2 separate regions of the Mus musculus genome follow, and region 1 is linked to region 2. Evidence: chromatin contacts called from public HiChIP or PLAC-seq data. All regions are on one chromosome and are shown on one strand. The core of a region is the stretch at or near the end of the contact, and the rest is flanking DNA. Distances in the headings are between cores, read along the strand shown. Region 1 overlaps Ano4 (anoctamin 4). Region 2 holds the start of Utp20 (UTP20 small subunit processome component).

Region 1 (4,146 bases), core at 16-2,515, 130 kb before region 2:
AATGTTGCATCTCTGCTGACTATGTGTTTGACCCTCAAGTGTCTGGGCGAATGGTTCTTCAAGCTCAGCTCATCTTTGTAAAGGCCATGATGAGGACAGTGGATAATAAAGGCCATGATGAGGATATCCTGGGCATAATATGAAGAAGCCATATGCTTTGGAAATCGCTTGTGTCATCATTTTGGCTTAAGATTTAGTAGCTTAGGGTCACATCAGATGTGATAATGAAGACGCTCTGAACACCATGTTTTATTCATTCCACAATATGTATTGACCTGCAGAAGGCACAGTGTACGTAACAGGAGTAACCACCACTCACGGCTATCTTACATTTGGCCAAATATAGGACTATGTGCTTTGCTACTTGGTGTCATTTAATCCATGAATAATAGATGGTGAACTTTCTTTTCACTTAAAGAATTACATTATGGTGGGGCCGGTGAGATGACTCAGAAGGCAAAGGAATTTGCTACACAAAGCCTTGCAACCTGAGTTCAACACCCCTCTCCCTAAATCCATGTAAATATGGACAGAGGGAACTGACTCCAAAAAGATATCCTCTGACCTCCTAAGAGGCACCATGGCATGTGTTCCCTCACACACACACACACACACACACACACACACACACACACACACGCAGCCATTCTCTCTCCCTCTCTTCCTCTCCGTCCCCCTCTCCCTCCCTTTCCCTGCCCCTCTCCTTCTTCCTCTCTCCCTCCCCCTCTCCCTCTTTCTCCCACATGCTTTCTCACACACATTATTGTTACATTAGTAATAATGATGAGTAAATTATTTTAATTAAAGAATTATATAAAGTAAATACGAACAAAGAACAGTCATCTGAAAATGTTGTCATGAAACCCCTTAATTTGTACTCTAAAAAGTATAAGAAGGAAGGAAGCTGACAGAGTGGTTGTTAGGAGCTCTCTCTCTCTCTCTCTCTCTCCCTCCCTCCCTCCCTCCCTCCCTCCCTCCCTCCCTCCCCTCATCCCATCAGGTAGATCGATAGAATCTCTGACATGTCATTTTCCTCCCATCAAGTTAACTAGATTCCATGTTTCTGGATTTCCTGAGTGTGTAAAACCGCTAGATTCTAAAATAAAAACGTAAGGCATCCACTCCACTCCCACAATCCTGCAGTTCATGGGAGAAGACATATGTGTGCAGCCAACATGAGCACAAACTCAAGGATAATCCTGATCTAAATGTAGTGGCGCTTCAGACAGAAGTGGGTGAGTCACTCTGACTCTGGGTGAGGAAATCTTCTCGGAATAGGTGCTGTTTTGGTTGATCACTAAAGATAAGTCACATTTACACTTCCAAACAAAGGAGAAGGGGTTCCAAAGAAAAAGGAAACACAAGCAGAGGCCCGGAAGGCTATGACACACCCAGGGCATAGCATTGCTGTGGAAGGAGATGCTAATTGAAAAGGCGTTGTAACACAGAGGTAAAGGGGATGAGTACTGCTGTAAGTATACAATCAGCATCTCTTTCAGGTGCATGGTTGGCTATGTGAATGCCAGCTTGTCTGTGTTCCGAATTTCTGACTTTGAAAATCGGTCGGAGCCAGAGTCTGATGGCAGTGAGTTCTCAGGAACCCCTCTGAAGTACTGCAGGTGAGTGTGAACCTCACCACGCTTTCTGCTAAGTTCGCATGGCTCTAGCATGGGAAGCTTTTGCTGACAGGCCTTCTGGCTGAGTGTTTTTAAAGCAGTGGTTCTCATAATCAAAATATACAGTATAAAAAAATATGTTTCCAGTAAAAGAAAAAACACCCAGTGTTTGGGCAGAAAATATATTAAAATTTTTTGTTGGGTATATACATGGTTGGTGTACAAATGAAGTTCTAGCAAACCAAAGGTAAATATAATTTATATTCCCTGCCCAAGAAAAATATGCTTCAGAGAGAATAAAGGTAATTAAAACCTTCATGGAACATGTCAGAACAATATAGATTATGTCTCATTTGGTTAATTTTTTTAATAAAAATTAAATAATACAAAAATAAAGCAGTGTTTCTCAGTCCTGAGGGTATTAATCATCACCTGCTGATGTTTTAATTTGTATTAGTTTTTTATTTGAGAATGTTGTCCAGTATAATTTGATCACATTCATCCCCATTTCTCTCCGCACCCGATTTTGTGTCCTTTTTAAAAATTGTTAGCTTGTTAAGCCCACGTGTTCTTGGATATGTGGCGTTCCACTGGAGCATGGTGGACCATGTTCCAATAGAGCTACATTCTTAAAGAAAACCGACTGTCCATCCAGCAGACAGCCACTGCCAATAGCTTCTCACTCAAGGTCTGGACTTCATGCTCACTTTCCCTATCCACGCTAGTATTTTGTCTGGTTTGAGCTTCCATAGGTCTGTCACAATCACTGTGAATTCATTTGTGCAACTGCCTTGCTCTATCCAGAAAACATGTTTCCTTAGAGTTACTCACGATCTCTGACCTTCAGAGTCTTTCCACCCTGGTCCACAGTGATCCCTGAGCTTTGGGGGGAGGGGAGTAATATACATGTCCCATTTAAAATGGATCGAGCACTCTACAGTATCCTATTCTCTGAATCATCTCTAGTTGTCAGTCTCCGTGTTTCTTTTATCTGGGCTCAGAAATGCACTAAACTATAGGTATCAGTTTAATACTATCCCCATTTAGTCCCCATGGTAGTAGGTTCTCCCCGAGGGACTATGGCCTATCTAGCCACATGTTCTTGGCCATATAACAGAGCCAGTATGAATTTCAGCTTGCGAAGCAGGCCTTAATTCCAATCAGAAAGTGGCTGGTTACTCCCGTGACTTTATATCATTATTGTACCAGTGAACATGTCTTACCAGGTCAGATATTATTGTAGCCCAAAGAGTTCACAGCTGGATAAGAGTAATCATCAGTTCACTCTTCCAGCAGTGTACAGAGCACCTCTCAGCACTGTTGGGATGAAGTCAGTACCAGCTTGCTGAATCCATGTTCAATGACTCAAATATTTGGTGCCATTAGCAATAGGGTCTTACTGTAAAGTTCCCGGAGGGTAACTGAGAGCATTGATAGTAGCCTGTAATCTATGGGACCTCACTGGGCATTAGCTCAATAAAGGGTAATTCCTGCCTGGAACTGGTATTTTTATTTGTTAAATGGTAAGTATTCTTTTAACTTAAAAGCCATTTACTAGACTGAGATATAGGACAGGTGTTGGAGTACTTGTGCATAAATGAAACCCTGGGTTCCATCTCCAGCAACACAAAAACTAGGTAGGGTGACATAGACCTGAATGCCAGCACTCTGAAGGTAGAGGCAGGAGAGTCAGATGTTCAAGGCATCTTTGGTTACACCTTGAGTTCGAGGCCAACCTATCTAAAAAGAAAAGAAAAGAAAAAAAAAAGGCTTACTTCTAAAACCTTTTTGTTATTTAAAAATATAAAAGTTTAGTTTTGGTTGTGAGCCCAAAGATTGTGACCCTTTAATGGCTGAGCCAAGGGAGAAGGATAGTGTGAGGGGGGAGACCAGGAGAGGGGCAGTGATTGGGACGTAAAATGAATGAATAAATAAATAAATGGAAAAATAAAAATAAAGTATAGAACACTTTTCAGCTTTTGCTTCCTGTTTCATAAGTCTGGCTGTGCTACATAATGAAATAAAAGTACCTTTCACAATGACTAATACTAATGGGGTTTATATCTTCATTCATTTAAATTGTGATCATTTTGCTTAATGTTTTTATTTTTTTCTGAAATACCATTCTCATCTTTCTTTAAGGTCTTCAATTGCAAGAGAAATACATACACATATGTGTAAAATACATATATACATTCCTCATAGAAAAGGCAGTGTTAGAATTCTTTTTCACTGATATGTCACGTGACGTACCTGAGTTGGCTCTCAGCCTGAAAACATCTGAACATGTTGTTAAATTTTTAAAACACCTTCTCAAGTGGATCAGTGACCTAGAAGGAAATAGTTTCCTAAAGGCAAAACCAAATGGATGAGGAGCCTAAAATACACAAGAGTACAATGATCAACTTCTACCCTAAGAGGAGCTGCTCAACTGGGTAGACTTACGCTTTGTTTCAAAGGCTTCCCATGGTCTGAAGCTGAAACAAAATAGAGAATGGGCAAGCCTATTCTAAACATATGCAACATAAAA
Region 2 (4,199 bases), core at 1,163-3,662:
CACACACACACACACACACACGGATCTAAGCCATGTATGGAACCCTGGAGACAGGATAACCCTGTTGTCATTGTAACTTCATGAATTGAGAATAAACAAACAGGGGTGGGCATCCAAAAAGAAAACAGAAAATAGAGATTGTCTAACCCAATACAGGCAAACTAGGTGAAAACCACACAGGTGTATTGTATTATTCCATATTCTTAATGAACTCAAGCTAAACAGTAAAATGATGACTGCTCAGCCTTGTTTCTTCCACACAGATAAGTAGTTTAAGGACAAAGATTTAATTATATCTCCCAATCACATTAAGTGGATAATAAGACCAAGAGGCTATAGACATCACAGGAAGGGCTTGCAACAATCTAAGGAGTAAATGGATCTCTGGATTTGATCTCAAAGACTCTTGAGCTGTGCCCACAATGGCCTGAATCACAAAACTTTTTCCCAAATCCTCTGGTAGCATAGTGCATAGACTAAGAGTACAAATCCTGACATTGCCTGCAACTGTTGGGTACTCTGACTTCCTTATGGGGTTAGCTAGTCTCTGCCAAGTTACCCAGTCTGTCTCTTAGCTTCCTCATTGGTAAATGAAGATAATAGAACTACCTGGTAGGAAGAGTAAATGAGTCATCATATGGGAAACACTTGCAACAGTGCTTGGGGCAGCATGAGAGCTATACAGTGCCAACCATTTATCACTTGGGAAGATGAGTATTGTGCCAGGGCCTTTGAAGCCTGAGTAAGAAGCTCTGGCATTGGCAAGCAAAAGCACATGACCTTGGCAAAATTGCTTAATTTCTCTGGGACTATTTCATTTCTTTCTGTATGATAGGAAGGCAATTATATCTTTCTGCTTACCTCACAGGGCTGTCATAAACACCAGAGAGGTAATGGATGCGGGATTATTTCAGACATTCAAAGTCTATTATGAATAAGGAACCTTACTAGTGTTATTTCCGTTTGGATTGTTTGACTTGTATATAATTGGGGCAGTTTTACACCTTACTCTTTAACACAGAGAATCATGAGGAAGGGAGCTGGGTGGTGATTGGTGGTGCACACTTCTGATCCCAGCACTGAGTAGCAGAGACAGGGGGCTCTTTGAGTTTGAAACCCACTTGGGCTACAGTGAAAGGATGGCCAAGGCTATACAAAAAAACTTTGTCTCAAAACAAAACAAAACAAAACTCATGGGGACAGAAAATATAAAATGATGATGGATTGGCCAACCAAACCCAGTTCAAAAGTCATGGGAACTGTTTCATGATTTGAAGAAATACCCAGAACTCCCATGGATTAAAATGGATTACAATGGGAAAGGTAATAAATGGAGGCAAAGATATCTTGATTCACTGTATTCTACCCATGATGGGCTCTGACTACTCACAAGCCAGGCTAGGATGAAATCTTATCTCAAGGACTTTGCACTTGGACCTTCCTCCATCAATTTTTGTGCAAATAACTCCATGGCTCATCGACTGTACACACACACTCTCTCTATATATATGATTAAGAGCTGTAGGATCTAGCTTAGTGGTAGAGCTGCTTCCTGGCATTCGTGAAGAGCCAGATTTTATTTTCTAGTACTAAACTAAAACCTGGACCTCGGAGTCTGCGTGTGAATGAAGATCGTCACTTACAAGATGCCCAACTTTGGTTTCCTTGCATGCCAAGGGGGCTTAAAAAAAACAAACAAACATACACTTCACGTTTTGAGTTTATAACCAGCATTACTGTATTATGGGTGGAAACAGCTTTTGATGGTGCACGGTATGTATCGAGCAGCAGTTAATGCTAGGTTGTGACGGTTATGCTTTCTTTCTATAATAAAACCCTTTTATCCTTTTTATTAAAAATTTTCATACAATATATTTTGATCGTGTTTTTCCCTTTCCCAACTCCTCTCAGATTCTCCCAACCCATTCAACTGTACATTCTTCTCTCTTAAAAAAGAAAGAAAGAAAGAAAGAAAGAAAGAAAGAAAGAAAGAAAGAAAGGAAGGAAGGAAGGACGCTGGGCAGTGGTGGCATAAGCCTTTAATCCCAGCACTTGGGAGGTAGAGGTAGGCGGATTTCTGAGTTCGAGGCCGGCCTGGTCTACACAGTGAGTTCCAGGACAGCCAGGATTAGAGAAACCCTGTCTTGAAAAAACAAAACACCAAACCAAACCAAACCCCACCATCACCACCAATCTACAAAAACGAAAATCAAGACCAACAGGCAAATGACAAATATGACAAACAATGTCCAAAACAAAACAAAACGTCCACAAAAATACCACTGAGTTTGTTTTGTGTTGGCCAACTTCTCATGTAGCAAAAACTGTACATCCGCAAACTGCACGACTGACAATCAGGAAGAGCACGCATGCTCGGCCCGCCTCTTCCGCCCACATGACCCACACATCCTGGCTTTCCAACATGGCGGCGCCCAGCGGCACTAACTACACGTGAGGAAAAGCAGGCACCGGAGCATTGGAGAGTACCGCGTGGGAGTAACTTTCTCCTCCGCAGTGCCCGCGGATCCCTTCCTGTCGTCCTGAGACCCTCGCGGGCCGCTGTCCCGCCGCAGCCATGAAGCCAAAGCCACTTTCGCACAAGACCGAGAACACATACCGGGTGAGCGCGGGAGTTTGGGCCCGGAGCCGCGGTTCGCCCTGCCTCTGCCTGACCAGCTGATCGCCTTAACCCCAGGGCCTGCAAGTCCGGGCAGAGCCGGAATCGCTTGCCCGGGGCTCTGGCGAAAATGGGAGACTATGCCAGTATAAAAAAAAAAAAAAAACATTAGTTCGCAGGGGAGTGAGGAAACTTGAATTCCAGAGTCCGCCTTTTAGCGGTGAGATCTGGCCTGTCTGGGCAACTCCCTTCACTCCAGGCTCAAATTGATTGGCCCAGGGGATCGTCTGCAACCGAGTCCCCCTTCTAACTTTAAAGACTGAACAGAGGAGGGTAGAGCGAGCTGGCAAGTGGCGAATGACTTCTGCTGGCTACTGTTGTACTTTATAATGCCTTTCCAAGCCCTTTTGTAACTGAGTCTGTCTGTTTTTAAAAAATATACCTGTTCCCACAACTTAGCGAGATCCCTGTGCTTTCGGTGTGGTGTGAAAGCGTTCGTCCAGGTTCCAGTCTGTGTGGAAATTGTATTTGATAAAACATAATGTAGGAGGTAGATCGGTTGGTGGAGTGTTTGAATAACATTCAGGGAGCCCTAGGTTGGATCCCCATTAAAAACAACAACAGTTACAACAAAAACAGGTGTGATGGCTAAATGCCTGTTACCCCAGACCTGGGGATGTAGAAGCAAGAGGGTCTGAACTTAAATTTTAAGGTCATCGTTGGCTACATAGCCTGTTCCAAGGGTACTTAAGTTAAAAGAAAAAAGAAATACAGATGAAGTAAGTTATGCAAAAAGTACAAGTATTTATTATCTTCAAGTAGTAACTGCTTTTGTTTAGAGTTCTTACATTTACCTTTTGTGTTTCATAAGTAATAGCTGCTCTTATTTTAAAAAGTTACATATTTTATGACCAATAGAAACCACGGGTCTGAAATGATACGCTAAGGGTACTGTTGTTTGTGGTGATGGTCCAGAGGTTGCTCACTGAAGCTCTAAAACGTTCTGTGTTCAGAATTTGATGTGATTATGGTGTAGTTTTACTCCAGCAGATATCAAAACCTGATAAGCATTGAATGCTAATATGTCTTAAATATGCTTTTTCTCTGCAGTTTCTTACATTTGCAGAGAGACTGGGGAATGTGAACATTGATATTATTCACCGTATCGACAGAACTGCAAGCTATGACGAGGTAAGAGGGAGTTTTAAATTTCTCTCACCAATGTAAGTAAGCTGTTTTTCAAGCCATTTGTAATGTACATGCAGTGATTTAGACCTGTGTTGTCTAATTAAAAAACCACACACAGCAAATATGTTCATTCACTTTAAACCTAAATCCCTCAATAGCTATATGCAGCTAGCTGGAATCATTCGAGAGGAGTACCATACCAGATGGTGCATGTTCATCCTGGCCTTGTTCAGTCGGATGATGCCGTGTTGAACTTGACTTGGCTTGACTTGATTCTCAATTGGGTTTTGTTACTGGAAACTCTTCTTTTCTCATGTCCATTGCGAGTGGGTCTACAGACCTGTACTTTTTGGCAGCTCCGATTTTAAAGTGATTTTAGTGAAATCACTTTCCT

The links. HiChIP or PLAC-seq counts read pairs in DNA pulled down with a chosen protein or histone mark.
Region 1: an H3K27ac HiChIP or PLAC-seq map of trophoblast stem cells shows a contact between it and region 2, with 2.8 times the contacts expected there. The contact joins the enhancer-like site here to the promoter of Utp20 in region 2. A contact is called at or near these places in 6 of 39 promoter capture datasets (the 3T3-L1 cell line, 3T3-L1-derived adipocytes, embryonic stem cells and 3 more), 4 of 484 Hi-C or Micro-C datasets (cortical neurons, embryonic fibroblasts and uterus) and 3 of 115 datasets of contacts at active chromatin or transcription factors (embryonic stem cells and trophoblast stem cells).

Annotation. Positions count from the first base shown.
Region 1 is chr10:88,958,055-88,962,200 of GRCm38.p6, reverse strand. It overlaps Ano4 (anoctamin 4), which reads left to right. Exons shown (of 28, transcript NM_001277188.1): 25 at 1,500-1,619. Among named protein-coding and RNA genes, the nearest start is that of Slc5a8, 74 kb to the right of the region's middle. Within about 2 kb of position 1,265, at least 4 of the 459 cell types and tissues checked have an H3K27ac peak or open chromatin away from gene starts, as enhancers often do. A contact at or near this core is called in trophoblast stem cells, where this site is marked.
Region 2 is chr10:88,825,027-88,829,225 of GRCm38.p6, reverse strand. It overlaps Utp20 (UTP20 small subunit processome component), which reads left to right and starts at 2,412. Exons shown (of 62, transcript NM_175158.3): 1 at 2,412-2,620; 2 at 3,728-3,808. The coding sequence starts at 2,576.